Linked DNA regions of Mus musculus: region 2 is linked to region 1. Evidence: chromatin contacts called from public Hi-C data. All regions are on one chromosome and are shown on one strand. Each heading gives the region's core, a stretch centred on a gene start, on an enhancer-like site or on the middle of the called end of the contact. The rest is flanking DNA. Distances are from core to core; before and after follow the strand shown. Region 1 has its middle 12 kb from the start of Gm30971. Region 2 holds the start of Lifr (LIF receptor alpha).

Region 1 (7,711 bases), core at 2,466-4,965:
TACCAATGTGTGGATGCATATGTGTGGGTACACATGAGTAGCGGCCAGAGGACACCCTCAGGTGCCCTTTCTCAGTGTACTCCACTCTGTTTTATTAGACATATTTGCTTATTAGCTTGGAACTTGCCCTTTGGGCTGGCAGAGAGTCCCAGGGAACCTCCTGTGTCCATCTCACAGGTGTTGGCACTACAAGCACAGTGCACACCTGGTTTATCCTACGTGCATCCTAAGGATTGAACTTGGGCCCTAAAGCTTGCACCACGCTCACTGTATTGGGTGAGCTATCTCCCAAGCTCCCAAGTCAGTAATTTAGAGCACGTGGCACCTGCTACCTCCTCTCCCTCATCTTCACTTCTCCATCTTAGCAGAAACTTTTGTCATTAAGAGTTTCCTAGTTGCCCACCCAATGGGTATACTTCTATCTTTTTGAACTTTTCACTCTGTTGGACACTCTATTTTTCATGTTTTTATAACTTGTATTTTGGGGGGAGGGAGGGGTGTGACCATGCTATCACACTTATATGAAGTTTAGGGATCAACTTTGGGGAGTCTGCTCTATCTTTCCACCAAATGGTTCCTGGGGATTGAATTCAGGTCGTCGGGCTAGAGGATAAGAGCCTTTACTTCCTGAGTCAACTCATTGGCCTGGCTTTGAATACTCTTGTCTCCACTCTCCCAACCTGCAACCATTCTCTGACTTTGTCCCAACTCTTTGGCTACTGTGCCTGCTCCTCTCTTGTTTCTACTAAATGGAAGAGTCCCCTGGGGGTCTATTCTGACCATTCATTAGGCTTATTAAAATAAAACAAACAAAAAGCAAACAAGCAAACAAACCCTCAAAACATTTCATTATGTTTTAATTGAAAATATTTTTTTCCTAAAATATATTCTGGTCACAGTTTCTTCTCCTTCATCTCCTCCCAGATCTCTATACATCCCCACACATCCAACCCTGTGCTTTCTTTCTAGAAAACAAAGAGGCAAGTCAAAACAACAATAACAAAATCTAGAACTGTAAAATAAAGAAAAAGAAATACACATACAGAGAGGCACACACAAAGAAAAACAAAACCAATAAAACCTCCAAACCAGAAAACATAATATATCTGAAAAGACTAGCAAGATACAAAATACCCAAGCAAATCAGTATAAGACAAAAAATAAAAATCTACAAAAACAAACAAACAAACAAACCCAAAAAACAAAAAAAACCCTTGAGTTTTCTTTTGGTCATCTACTGCTGGCCAGGAGGCCTATCTTTTGCTTTGCTGTTCCCAGAGGTGTGTGTGTGTGTGTTTCTCCTATATAACTAATCCTTTCTCTATCCTTTAAAATTCTTCAGAATGTCTTCAGTTACCCTAGTAAACCCACTTTGGTCTTTCTTAGCTGGCCCTGACCAGACTCACATCAGCCTCTTCTCTTAATACTGCCTGCAAATTTTCTATAGAAATCTTAGTGATTGCTGGCAATTACCCAAGCAAGCTTCATTTTTCCTTGATTCCACATCTTAAAATATTTTATTGATTTTGCTTCTAGCACAGTTTTTAAAGTGTGTACCTATGTTTGGCTTTGAATGCATTTTTTTAAAAAAGATTTGTTTATTTTGTGTATGTGAGTACACTGTCAATGTCTTCAGACACATGAGCAGAGGGCATTGGATCCCATTACAGATGGTTGTGAACCACTATGTGGTTGCTGGGAATTGAACTCAGGACCTCTGGAATAACAGTTAGTGCTTTTAACTGCTGAGCCATCTCTCCAGCCCCATAGAGCACATTCTTTTACTCATCTTACCAATCAAATTCTAAGACTTTCTCCCAATCTCAGTAACTCCATCTATCACAGATTTTAGCAACTCACATTTCAGTTCTGTTTACATGGCTGTTTGAGTTCAAGACAAGAGTTATTTTGTTAAATCTGTTTTCCCACTGTACAGCATAATACCCACATGAGCAATAAATTCACTTGCTAGATGGATGAGTGAAGTAAGAGATCTCACTATCTTATGTTCCAGACCTTGCATCTACCTAAGCCAAACTCAGAAGACACTAGTAGGGTTGTCCCATCAAATCTGAAGATAATTCTTCTAAGCCAACATTCCTACCCTTACAAAATGAGGGGCACCAATTGTAAGTCTGTAAAAATAAATGTGGCTCCTGTTGGTAGAAACATGCTTGTTATGCCTTGCTAGTAGTTGTGGAAATGAATTGCAGCCTTAGGTTAATGGGTATCCCTCAGTCAAGGGGATGTGGTGTTAGCTAGTGGAGAGAGAAGGTGCCCTGGAGCTAGTGTCCTATTTATAGCTGGTGTTGACTCTTCCAGCTTACTGAAGTACTAAACCGTGACATTGGCCTTTCCTCTCTTATGGCCCTTTGCTGACACAAGAGTCAAAGAAAGGTTTGCTCTTCTATTTTAGAATGTCTTTGTTTCTAGGTTAAGAATAGCACCTATTGAAAGCCGGGGAAAGTTTTGCTGAAGTTTCACTCTCTTGGAAGTCTGTGCATCTTACAACCTCAGAATGAGCTAGGGCTCTTTCTCTCACCAAATGGCAATGTGTTCAAGAGTAAGAAGCCATGATTTTCTCTCTCTCTTTTGCCATCCCTGGGGCCAAACTTAGCTCTCTACTTTCAGAATGCAGGTTATCAGAGCTTAGTAATTGTTTAGGAATAGGATCACCAATCATACATTAAAATAATTTGTCTCGAATAAAGGTGTAAAATAATTGTAAAATCACCATCTTTCTGCTCACTGCTCCAAGATGCAGGAAGACCCCAACCAAGGGATACAATGCCGAAGCACATGTTCTTTGTATACAATAACACAATTTTTCAGATAATTTCTAGGGTTAAAATAATATATATTTTAAAAATTACAGTGAAAAGTTTTCGTATAATCAGATATAATTACAATACCACGCCAATGGTGTGTATCATCATTGAAACAGTCATTGGACTTAGTCAAACCATACAATTGGAAGAAATATCAATGATTTTTAGGTTGTTGAATTGGAACCACTTCCAAATTCTGGGTGTGTATAAATCCATGATCCCCCACTCTCACCCCCTTCAGGCTCAGAACTTATCATTAAACTGACATGAACATTTGATAAAAGGACCTTTAGTTTAAGACTTTTGGGTCTTTGAAACCACTCTGCAGTAGTTAATTTTCAAGCTAATTCCAGGGGCCTTTGCTTTCTGGCATCTTCATATAGTGAATAGGTCTGCCATGCATACTACTACCCGCTCATAGGGTAGCTACCAGCTGGCTACTCTTTCCAGCTGTTGCTTGCTCTGAGATACATAGGTTTTCCCTATCTCTTGTTCTGAGCAAAATAACAAACAAATAAATAACTTCTCGCCCTCTCTGTTTCATTCATAGTCCAAAGGACTGGATGCTTCTACCTGGTAGTCACAGTAACAAAGGAAGCATCCAGGTGCATCTTGGTCCCACCTTAGAGGCTGAGGGCACCAGGGAGTGGGGACAGATGTAGGATGGGAGTGACTGTGTCCTGAGACCTTGTGCTGGAAGAGCTAAACATAATTTTGATCTGAATGGAGGTAAAAAATCAATGTTTTTCTTCCCTCCCAGGACTAGTTAGCCTAGCTGCTTCCCCAAACAAAGTGCCCGGCAAGAGATGTGGGCAGAGAAGAAAGAACTCCAAGCTGTTCATATGGAGGGGCTGACAGCTGCTCCACTCTCTGAGCCAAAAGTTACACAGAGCAAGCCCAGGTCCCAGTCAGGCCAGGAGGTCCACATCCAAGAGCCTGACCCTGCCACCTTGCCTTTACCCCAGTGTGGAGCGACACTTCCTGAGGGCAGGTCCACACCCCAGGGAGCTCCTGGAGGCAGGAGCATGGGTCATCAGAAGGTTTCTGTTTTCCTCCATCAGTAACTCTGCACATGGAGGAAAGGACTGAGGAATATCCCTCTCGCAGTAAACAGCCCAGACCAATTTGCACCCAGTGGCTGAGCTGTAATCTTTTCAATATGCATTGCATACTTGCAACCAAGGTTTCTACTGCCCTGGTACAAATAAGATTGCAATCAGTCTGTCCAAGGAGCCCCCCCCCCCATCAAAGCATCAGTCTTTGGGAAGAAATGCCAGTCACGGACCCTAAATGTCCTTTAATGTCAGGGGATGGGGGGTTAGGCCTGCAACCAGTTCCCCTAGGAAGGCAGCTAAAGTGGGGTTGGAGGTTGCTGGGCCAAAGGCTGCTTACTTTTGGCAATTTAACTCCTTTAACTCTTTGCTGTTCTGTGGCCAAAAATTGCTAGCTTCTGGCAATTTAACTCCTGCTGGTAGCAGCAGGGAATTAAGAAAAAGCTTAATTACTTGGGCTCTTTTCTCTCTGGCTCAAGGCCCCTCACTGGCTAAGCAAGAGGCTCAGATTTGTTAACTCTTTGTGAGCCAGAGAAAAAAGAAAATGAAGAAAGTCAGGCACACACACACACACACACACACACACACACACACACTCTTGTCAGGCTCAACTGACTACCTGTTTCATCAATTTCACAAGTGCACATACACACTTTATATGCATACGCATATACCTACATATGTATATATGTACATACATGTAGATACACAGATATATATACATATACACATTTGATGGATGGAGCAGAGCCCCCAAACCCCAGTTTATTTCTTTTCTTAGCCTTTTTATACCTTCTTAGACAGAAGTTCTTTATAAAATTCCCTCAAAGATAAAATGCTACAGAAAAGGGGAGTAAAAGAAGGATGCCAATAGTGAATTCAAAGCAGTGCTTCATTCTGTAAGCTCATTATAAGTTTAAAGCAACAGTTTCCCACGGCCTTGCTTTATCATAGGCACACCTGTGGTTTTATCCGTGGACCTGACCTAGAATGAATGTTTTTCCTTGATCACAAATTTGTCCCTAGCCTATTTCTCTTCCTAGTACGATTTATGAAAGCTCACTGTATTCCTTATTATGGAGTCTTTACTTACTTTTCTAAGAGGAGGGGACACATCCCATTCTTGATTCTAACTGTATTACACCTTTCTGGCAAAACAACTAAAATAATCTCCTTAAACTTTTTTCCTAAAATTATTTGAATCAAATCAGGAATGCTATAAAGTCATTAATTCATCTAAACAGCATTAATTCATGAGCGTTCATCTTCATGTTGATCTGCAGGAAATTTGTCCAATAGGGTGGGCTGATGCCAGGCATCCTTAGGCTATGTGATAATTGCAGAAAAGGCACATTAATCCTGGGAAGCAAATCCTGGGCCAAAGTCCCTGGGGCTGGGCCTCTCCGGAGTGCACCTATCACAGCCATGTAAAACTGTGGGCCATCTCCAGGAATCTCACTTTCTTGCCGTAGCCTTTCCTAGCTTTCCTGTTATTTTCACAAGCAAATTCCCTCCTGCTTCCTTAGCTGGAAGACAGTCGGCAAGCTTAGTCATAAGAAGCAATGGCCCTTCTCTTCAGGCTTTCTTCAGGAAGAGAGCGACCTCAGCTCCTCCCAGTGCCCAGTGAGTGCCTGCTTACTTGAGCTGCTCCTGCACATGCCAAGTTCGGCTGCCACACTTAATTTTCATGTCCTCAGGGCCTCCTGGGCTTTTTCTGCTTGTCTTAAGTGAATAAAAATAACTAGGGAACACAGAGCACGTGACCCTGATTCCAATGTACAGCACATGCTGCAGATATGACTGCTCATGCTCCTGAATGTTTATTTATTTGCCGACACACATTAACTCCCACATGTTAGTGGGAGTCACTGTGATGTGTCTGTCCATACGTGCATCAGCCACCCTTCTTCCTCCCCTTGCACCCTCCCCAGTTTTACACTTTTCAATCCCTTGTCATCTCTAGGCTACTTTCAGATCAATTTTTCTATTTTTCATTTTCCACACATGAGAAAGAAGGTGTAATACTTGTCTCTTTGTGTCTGGATTCTTCTTAACACAGTAACTTCTGGTTCCATCTATTTGGCTGCAAATAACAAGATCCCTTTTTTTTTTAATGACTGAATAATACTCCAAAGTGGATATATACTATTCCCTACACCATTTGTCTGTTGCTGGGCATCGTGCCCAATTTCCTATCTTGGCTATTGTAAATAGTGTTGCAATAAATGTGCCCAAGCCCCGTTTATTACAAAAAAAAAAAAAAAGGTAAAGCAGAAAGCAATAAACTCTCATACCTGTTTGCTAGATCATTGGGTTTGACTTAAGGTGTTGACTAAGGAAAAAAAAAGAGTGTGTTGAGTTATGTAGAGGCCAGAGGTAGACAAGTCTTACGCTTTGGTTCTGCAAATGGATTGATTAAGGGAAAAATATCCAACCAACAAGGCTAGGTTACTAATTCAATTCAGTGATGCAAAGGGCTTTACCAGAACATACCATGGTGACAAGGAAGAACTACATCAATGGTGACAGTATGGCCCTGTATCCCACAATGGAGACACATCTCAAATTTGACTAGACTGCCTAATCTTGGCACTGTTGCTTTAACAGAACAAATGCCACTGATACATGTATAGGGATTCTACGTTACCCTCACCCCCTCACCCGTTACCCTCACCCGGATCCTTTAAGAAATCCTTGTGGGGTCCTCGCTGGCCCTAACTTGAGGAGTGAGGCTGTGCCAAGCCTAGTGGTTCGGCCCTGATACTCTCTGAGGTTCTTTGGGGGCTTGTTGGGGCGGGGGCGCAGAGTCAGAGAGGGCATTTCTGCTGCTATTCTTGACCTGCGACCCAGCCAACCCTCTGTCGCCAGTGTTTCTCAAGTCATAGTTTAGCTGTGAACACCCGAGATTTTTCTTCCTCTGCTGACCACAGTAGCTGCTGGTGGTCAGGACGCTTTCTGGCATAGCCAGGCAACAAGCCAGCTACCTCAGAGAGGCAAGAGGAGGCAAGAAGGAAGGATGCCTTTCCTTCGTGGCTGAGGAGGGACTGTGGGTACCCACTGCCTGGACGCTCAGGCTAGAATCAAGCTGAACAAATTATAGGGAGTGATTCAGAGACCGGACAGGGGACACAGGCGTCAGTCCAGACCAAAGTTTTCAGAGGCCTCTGTTTTCTGAAAGGTGCTGTAGTCAAGTTGCCTTTTTCTTTGCAAATGGATTCATTTGTGGAAATTTCTGGAGACAGGGGAGGAGGTGGGGAAAGAGAGTGAAAAGACAAAAATGGAGCCTACTACGGGTACTGAAATTTCAGACCTTTAGTAGGGTATCCTTATAGTCCCTATTAACATTCAGGTCCCTCGTCTTTTTTCTCTTTATGATGCCAAAATAACAGTCATGCCCCCCCCCACACACACACACACTTTTTTTCTTTTGGGTTTTCTCGGAGCCTTGCCACTGAGGGAAATTACCCACTTGCATGCAGCCAGCCGCTGGGTAATATTTACCAAGCAGCCTTGTGCTGGGAACGCACAGGACTCTGGTCTTCTTGGAAGTGAATCTGAGTGTGAAATGACCAACCTTATATGAATGCTGTGTCGTAGTGAAGGAGCTACATACAAGATAGGAGGCAAGAGATGTCAAATACAGCAAGAGGGGATTCTCTGGTGGGGAATGGAGGAGGAGGAGGAGGAGGAGGAGGAGGAGGAGGAGGAGGAGGAGGAGGAGAAGGGGGGAATGAAGCAGAGGACTGTGGGAAATGTAGTGTGAAAGTGAAGACTTTGTGAGACTTGTTACTTGATTGTCATCAGCAACTTCTTGCCTTTCAACTCACACAA
Region 2 (7,711 bases), core at 1,342-3,841, 67 kb after region 1:
TATCTCGATGTCCTTATTTGTCTGTCAGACGTTTATGAAGATGTGTCAGGCTCTTCCTAATATGCCATTTAAATAGCAAACAAACATTATAGCATCTCATGAAAATGCAATCCATAGATATTATATAGAGTGATATTTAAAAACACACTGGATCCAGAAAAAGGAGACAAAAATAGGGTCCATCCATGGCACTTGCAATTGAGCTGTGACTCCTGGTTAATTTACTTTTTTTTTTTTTTTTTTTAACACAGAGATAAAAAGAATTGACTTGCCTCTGGCATCACTGATGGCAGAGTCCTAGCAAATGCCTTCACATGAGTTATGGACTGGTCCCATCCAACATGGTTACTGCTATTTTTAAAAGTGGTTTCTTTATAACAAATGGTATCTATCTTATGTAAATATGAAACCATTCTTTCTCCTAGAGAAGTGTGCATACTGCAATTCTTCTAGCCATTCCACAGAATCATGAAAGTGTTACAGATTTCAACAAACAACTTGTGACGAATTTCCCAAACTCTTGCCTGTGGAATGGGTACATACAAAGCGGGTTTTTCTGTGATGGCAAACTTCCAGATAGCTTTTCTCCGTCCCTATACGAGAAAACCTAGGCAGTATGTTTATACGACCATGTGTGCTTTGTACAATTTGTAAGGTAAGGTAACTTAGCCACTATGGCTGAGACAGAGGCCTCTTTCTGGCTGCCCGGCCTCTTTGTTCCCCCAGGTGCTGAGTGGTTCTGGACCGTGTTGGATATTCTCATTTGTTTTGTTTTGTTTGCTCTTTTAAGAGGGCCACCCAAACTGCACAAACTTCAGGCCCCACGAAATTTGTATCTGTTCCTACATGTGGGAACAGAACTCAGTTCACAGGTGTGTTATAAGGATTAAATAGTAAATTCATATCAAGAGAGCAAGGCCACAGGGGCCAGCGTTCTATGCAAGGTGAAAATCATGTGGTTGTCTTGTCTGAGGTTTACTTATCTATTTTTTTCCATGCAAAAGGATGCTAGGTCCTGGACAACGAGGCTGTGCCATGCTTTTCATGAACTCTAGATATGTATGAGTCTCTTTAGTTATTAAACATTAAACATTCTTATTTTGTTTACCTTAGGTACAAAGATAGCAATATTATTCTACATTAAAACACTTGAATCTATTTTTTTCTTCTGACCTGAAAACAAATGAAAATACTTTTGTTAGCTCCTAAAAGCTCTGTGAGCCATAGGTGCTGTGTCTAATAGAAAAGACAGAATACTGCAATATGAATACCAAGTCTCTCAAGTTGTGGGAAAGAATGGGGATAAAGGAAAAGCAATATGGTCCAACTTAAATGGGGGCGGGTTCAGCACAGTCCAGAAACAGTCATGGACAGCAGGAGGCACTTCATGTTCAAAATATGCACTTTAGTGGAGTTGGTCACTAGGATACTCTTAGTGACTTTATTTTGAAAGATGTTATTAAGAATTTATTTTTTCATGCAGTATATTTTCAGGTGTCTTGTTGCCCATTTTGGAGTTACATTATTAACGGGGGATATTTATTTTAGAAAATAAGCTTCATCCTGCCGATTTGCAAATTGCTGTAGATTCTAAAGTCTAGAATTTCAGTCAAAGGTCCCTCACAAACTCCTTGGCCCTGGCGCACCAGATAAATCACATCTGAAAACAAACAAGCGGCTCCCTATGGAAGGTGTGTCTGCACAGCCATGTGACTGCGTGCCAGTGGCTCCGTCTGGCACATTTCTGAACTTTGCAAAATTAATTGTGCTAAAGAGAACACCATCAAACGCGTCCGGCACAGAGCGTAAACATCTTCAAACCACGACTCTGCGCCATAAAACACTCCTACCAATTTCATTTGGTGCATTACTCTGGAAGGAACACCGAGGCCAAGTGAAACTGCGGAAATGGGAACAATGCACGGAGGAAAAATCTCACCCCATTAAGGGATCCGTTTCTTCTCTGCACAAATAAGCCCAACACGCCTCAGAGGCACGACTAGATGGCTCCAGGATGTTCTCAGTTGCCCCCGCAGGCCCTCAGGAGCTGAGAGGTCCCCTCACCAAGAAAGTAGGGGAACTGAGTGGCAGCGCCCCGGCTTGGGGGCAGTTTAGGTAATGCACAAAATCAGAAAGAAAGAAAGGAAAAAAAAAAAAACCCGCAGTAATTGGCGTCCGTGTGCCTTTTCGGGGCGACACGAGTTTCCTCCTCCGCGCACGGCTTGCAAAGTGCAATGACAGCGGTTTGGGAGCCGCGCTGCTTCCCGCAGGGCCGCCTGGGCTCCGCTGGCCTTTCCGGAGGCTTTGCACCCGCAGGGCCGCTGCGCTCTCGCCCGCCGCTCGGTGACCTTGCAAGGCTGGCCGCGCGACCGGAGTCTCGGCAGAGGCACCTCCCTGGGCGCCGGGCCCGCGCGCGACCCAGAGGCTCCGACTCACGCGCGGCCTCGCGGGCCCGCGGGCCCGCGTCCCCGTGCGCGCGGCAGGGACGGCGGAGAAGGCTGCGGGGGCGCGCGGGGCGGGGCCTGGGCGGGGCCTGGGTGCTGCGCCCCCCGCCGAGCTCCTCGCAGGCGCCGCCTCCGGGCGCGCAGTCTGCGCCGGAGCGTCTCGGCAGTGGCCGCGGCCGTTATCGTCGCCTGGCGCTGCGGTGGCTCGCGGGGTTGGGAGAAGGCAGCGGCGGCCGGTCGTCGGTGGCCGCTAGAGCCGGCCTGCAAGGGGACAGGGGCGCCAGGACGGCGGCTGCTACCACCGGACTGCTCCTTCAGGACTGCAGTCCTGTGCTGCAGGGTCCGGGCTGCCCCGGGGCGGCGGCCGACTGGGATGGCAAGATAGCGGCGCGGGAGCGGCTGGTGAGTGCGGGGGCGCGGCGCGGCAGCCCGGAGCGCGTGCGGGGGGCGCGTCCCCGGCTCTGGGGCAACGCCACTCGGGCTCACGCCGTCCGTGCCAGCCGAGGGGTCAACCCTGCAGCCCGCGCCCACGCGGGCTACACCGCGGGAAACTTGTGCGGCGCGAAGGGCACTGAGTTCCAAGGCCAGAGGTTACCAGGGGGATGGGCAGGACCTTTAATTCCCCATTCGGAGCTGCGACCTGCCAGATGGTTTCCTGCCCCTAAACCTCAGCGCTTCAGAAAAGTAGTTCCTCGTCCTTTCTGTTTTGATGGTGCATTTGACTGACCTGTCTGTAGTTCTAGGTGCTTGTGTCCGAAGGCGCTAAACTTATTAAACTCCCAAGTTAAAGTGTAGGCAAGCAAAGTTAGGCTTCCTAATGGATGGCTTTCCGGATGTGTTGTCTAAAGCACAAAGCTGAGATCGTGGACCCAGACGCACAGAAAACTGCACAGCAAGTGTTGTGAACTTACACAGGAGCTTGAGTTATGTGATTCTAGCCCCCACTTCAGCTGCCAAGACACACGAATCTTTCGTTTACACTAGGGTTATCTTTGGGTCCCTTTCTGTAGCTGTGTTTAATGCAGTCAGATACTGAAAGGACACGTGCGCTGTTACTGACTGACAGTTACATGCATTCTTTGCGTTTACTTTGTTTCTTTAAAGTGGGTTTTTCAGCAGAACTTTCAGTTTAAACTTTGCCATCCAATGCCTTCCCTTGCATATTTAACCCAGCAAATAATATTTGCTTAGAGTTGACCTGACTTTACGTTAGTCAGGAGTTCAAAAGCGGTGCCCACGTTATATTTAAAGCACCGCCCCCAGTGAAAAACTAAAGCATTTGTTTATTGCAACTGATGCCGTCCCCTCCCCTTGCAGGATTATCTTGACACAGATCTGAAGTCATACTCCACTAGGAGCAGAGGCTCCTCGGGTGAGACTGGCAGAGGGAAGCAAATCTCAGCATAGCCTGTGCTTTTAAAAAACACTGGACTGTGCTCTTTTCTTTCTCTCCCTGACTTTCCTTCTTCCAACCAGGTGGAAACTGTGTTCATTTGGAGGCATCCATGAGGAACCTTAAGCTCAGTTTCAATAGGAGGCGTATTGTCAAGGAGGCCGGAGCTGCTGTTTGCTCTCAGGCCAGAGTTGAGCTGAGGTGTGTTTGCCTTGTGAGAGGTGAGATCACAGGCTGCTCTGCTCCAGTGAGTGGAGACTTGGAGTCTCCTCTGGGGAATGAGGACCGAGGACTGTGCTTTTAAAACCAAATGAATTATTTCCTGAGTTTTAAAAACTTTTGCTACGGAAGACTCATTTTTGGGGGGACTGTGTTAGGAATAGTGTAGTGATGGTGTGAAGACGTTACCATATTAATTTGTGGGGCACCTCTTCACATTAGAGAAAATCCACTGGTTACGTAGTTCAGAGTAAAGGGCACATCTCTCTCCTACCACTCCCTTAGCATCAGTAAGCACCAGCTTTCTGGCTCTTTTCTCTCTCCGAATGTAGCCCAATGCTTGGTAGCATTTTGCTCTTTTTTGTCTTTCTGCTGGCTGGGATAGTCGCATGCCCTGTTCTGTACCAGCTCTTTGCCTCCCCATGAAGTCCTAAGTCCAGACAGTCTCCAGTGTTCTTCCCACCCCCATCCCTCCATCCCCCGAGGGAGCCACCTCCCTCTCCCTCTGACACAACATCTGAGAACTCCTTTAAGGATAAGCCATATTTTACTTAAGGTTCTCTTTCTTCACAGGTATAGTCTTCTGATATCTTGCTGTGAGGTTGTTGTAAAGCACTTTTCTTTTTGAGGCTTTTAAGTGGGTTTCAGTTATTCCCAGGGCCCCAAAGTTGCGTCCTCACATTGCAGGAAGTGGAGGCAGCTCTGCCCAGTGCACATTCTCTGATTTAATGACTCCAAAGTGACCCATGGGGATTTGTGGCATCTTTGCTGTGAAATGAGAGCTATGATGGCCAGGACCTAAAGTCATCCTCCTAATGACAAAACAAAGTAAAACTGTGCACTTACAAGAATAATCCACCAGGCCCTGTGTGGAGCCTTTAATCCCATGACTCCTGAGGCAGGGGCAGGTGGATGTCTGTGAGTTCTATGCCAGCCTAGGCTCCGTACTGAGTTCCAAGCCAGGGCTATATTATGAGATCCTGTCTTTAAAAAAAAAATCCTAAGAGTTTAAATGTTTTTGAATATGCAGTGAAGGCTTATACCTATTATTAAATTGAAGGCAGGGGAGTTTTTTTTTTTTTTTTTTTTGTGTGTGTGTTCCAGAAAATTTGCTTCTCATTAGGATAAAGTCTGTGTTTCTGTGGTTGATCACCACTGGCTTCTACTTTAATGTGAATAAATTGCTTTTACACCTTCATTGTTAGAGAAAGTATTTGTCCTTGGCATCTCTTAAGAGTGATTTTGGAAGCAGAATAAATTGTAGAGGTTAGGCCTCGCTAATGCTAGCATTTGAGCACAATGCATTATGTAGCCTTATGTGATCCTATGTGGAGGCTCTTCCTCTTCTTCGTCTTCTCGCTTCTCCCCTTCCAATCCCCTCCTCTTCCTCCTCCTTCTATAAGCTGTGAGGAACCTTTAAAAATCTAATTAAAATCCAATCCACTCTTAGCATTTAGAATATGGTCTTTGTTTTCTTTGGGACCTAACATTGTGGTGTCAATACAAAAGTGTTGTTAACACTGGTCCATATTTGTTCTTCATAAATAGGTGTTTATCAGTCTTCTGTTAATATTCCAGGCAATTTTCGGGAAACTGAGATCCAGCTTATACGGGACAAACAGACTGGCTGTCATGAGTTTCCATCTGAATTGTGGAGATGGATTAAAAACGTGAGAGAGCAGTGAAGAAAGATGGTATCCGGTTAAGGACCAGGGAAACGAACCTACCCTGCCCTGGCAGAGGGGCGTGGCTGAGAGGGGCGTGGCTGAGGTAGAGAGGGGCGTGGCTGAGGTGGATAGGGTCGCCCTGAAGACTGCTGCCTGTGGCCCGAGAAGCCTCCCTAGGGTAGATTGGTAGGAGCTGAGCAGTGTATGATTCTGGAGAAAGGGGAAGTGTAGCTCAGGTAGAGGGCACTGCACGAATCAACATCCAGGCGGCGCCATAGGGCCACCACGGTGCTATGCTACTACTGGGGAGAGGGGCAGGCTGCGGGCATGTGCTTGGATTGGGGTGCTGCGCATGGAGAAGAGGGTGGAAGAATTCCTCCATGCTGGCTCCAGGAGTTCAGGGACAGGGCTTGCTGTTTCCTGTGGCACGCACAGCCAAGGCTGCACCTCCGTCCTGCATTATTTGTTGAGTAGATGAGCAAATAAAGAAAAACCTTAAGAAATAATCTTGCCTGATTTTTGGTCAGAATTCTTCGGAGTCTGTTATCTGAGTTCTCCACCTAGGCTCTAGGCCTTACCATGTGTGTTACAGTTAACACACTCTCAGATTGTTGCCTTAAATCTCATCCTTCTGCCATGAAATTCAAGTCGGAAGTATTAAAAACAAAACAAAACACAACACAGCCCCTTTTAGTAAGTCATAGTGATTTCCAAGAGATAGCCCAAATTTTCACTTTTGATTTCAATGGAGCAGCCATTTACATGGGAGTGAATAATTCAGATGCTTTTTTTTTTTTAAATTTTTTTTTTCTTAATGTGATGTTTTGGTTCTTCGGGCTTGCGACTGACCAATGAGCTGTGCCAAGCTCAGGTATGTTGTTCTCACAGAAGAAATGTGTGTGTGCCTGCTCTATTTTGGGAAATAGCAGGAACTTGTGGTATTTCCTCTTCCCAACTCCTAATCTGTTTGTTATTCTAAATATATGTTCCTTTATATTAATTGAAAGTTTGGGAAAGGAGTTTCATGCCAAGCAATTGTTAGAGCTGTGCGATAAGAGTCTTGTCTCTGGTGATTGACTGTTGGGCCCCTGTTCTGTATTAGGAGTTCCGTGATCTTGCAGAATGTGAGCTTGATCTCTCTCTCTCTCTCTCTCTCTCTCTCTCTCTCTGTCTCCCTCTTCTCTCTCTTTCTTTCTTTCTCTCCCTCTCTCTCTCTCTGTCTGTCTCCCTCCTCTCTCTCTCTCTTTCTTTCTTTCTTTCTTTCTTTCCCTTCCTTCTGTCTGTCTGTCCGTCTGTCTCCCTCCGTCTCTCTCTTTCTAATTTCCTATTCTGACTGTTGATACCTGATGGTAGTAACTTGTTTCCACGTAAGATAATTGTATCCCCCAGCTCGGCGTGACACAGGCAGTGCAGACACTGAGAAAACAATGGGTTCTTCCACACCTCCTTTGTGAGCAGAGTAGTCTTGGTCCTTTTCAGTCTCACTTCCCGCAAGTAGCTGAAGCCAGCGAGGCATTGTAGGGAGTTTCGATGTTTAGAAATGCAAGCACTCTCAAGCAGGTCCTTTGCAGTCCCTGTACAGGTTGCAGAAAGGCAGGAATTCCAGTTGTCATACATTGTCTTGAGTAATGCTGCATGTGTTCCTTCTAGACACTTGCACTGCCCCTGCTGACGCAGGCTGAAGGTGGTGCTCGCAAGCCTTGCCCACTCAGTGTTGGGAGGTGAGGAGGAATTTTTGGCGTATGTTTTTGGTTTCTAATGTACTTTTGCACGGTGGGAAGTTTTTGGCTCTCCTTCATTCTTTTGGCTTCTAAGGCTGAATAAGTTGGAATTAGCATTCATGTCTAGAATCGAGCATAATCTTGTTATGTGGTGGTATCTTGAAGGGCCACTAGGGGGCAATATTTCTTTCTGAAGGTCCGTGTGTGTCTGGGTTAAGCCTTCATCCCCGAAGCACACACTTCTGTAAGAAGTTCTTAGATCCAAGG

Evidence for each region. Hi-C and Micro-C count contacts between places; a contact is called where the count stands out from the background.
Region 2: a contact with region 1 is called in a Hi-C map of stem cell-derived neural stem cells, with 2.3 times the contacts expected there. The contact joins the promoter of Lifr here to the enhancer-like site in region 1. A contact is called at or near these places in 2 of 39 promoter capture datasets (macrophages and stem cell-derived epiblast-like cells), 1 of 15 datasets of contacts at CTCF or cohesin (the NIH/3T3 cell line), 20 of 484 Hi-C or Micro-C datasets (B cells, the HL-1 cell line, the Patski cell line and 10 more), 7 of 115 datasets of contacts at active chromatin or transcription factors (the 230-238 cell line, embryonic stem cells, extraembryonic endoderm stem cells and 1 more) and 4 of 9 other capture datasets (adipose tissue, liver, macrophages and 1 more).

What each region holds. Positions count from the first base shown.
Region 1 is chr15:7,058,451-7,066,161 of GRCm38.p6, forward strand. No RefSeq gene overlaps it. Among named protein-coding and RNA genes, the nearest start is that of Gm30971, 12 kb to the right of the region's middle. Within about 2 kb of position 3,716, at least 20 of the 459 cell types and tissues checked have an H3K27ac peak or open chromatin away from gene starts, as enhancers often do. A contact at or near this core is called in cerebellum and stem cell-derived neural stem cells, where this site is marked.
Region 2 is chr15:7,126,981-7,134,691 of GRCm38.p6, forward strand. It overlaps Lifr (LIF receptor alpha), which reads left to right and starts at 2,592. Exons shown (of 20, transcript NM_001358593.1): 1 at 2,592-2,846.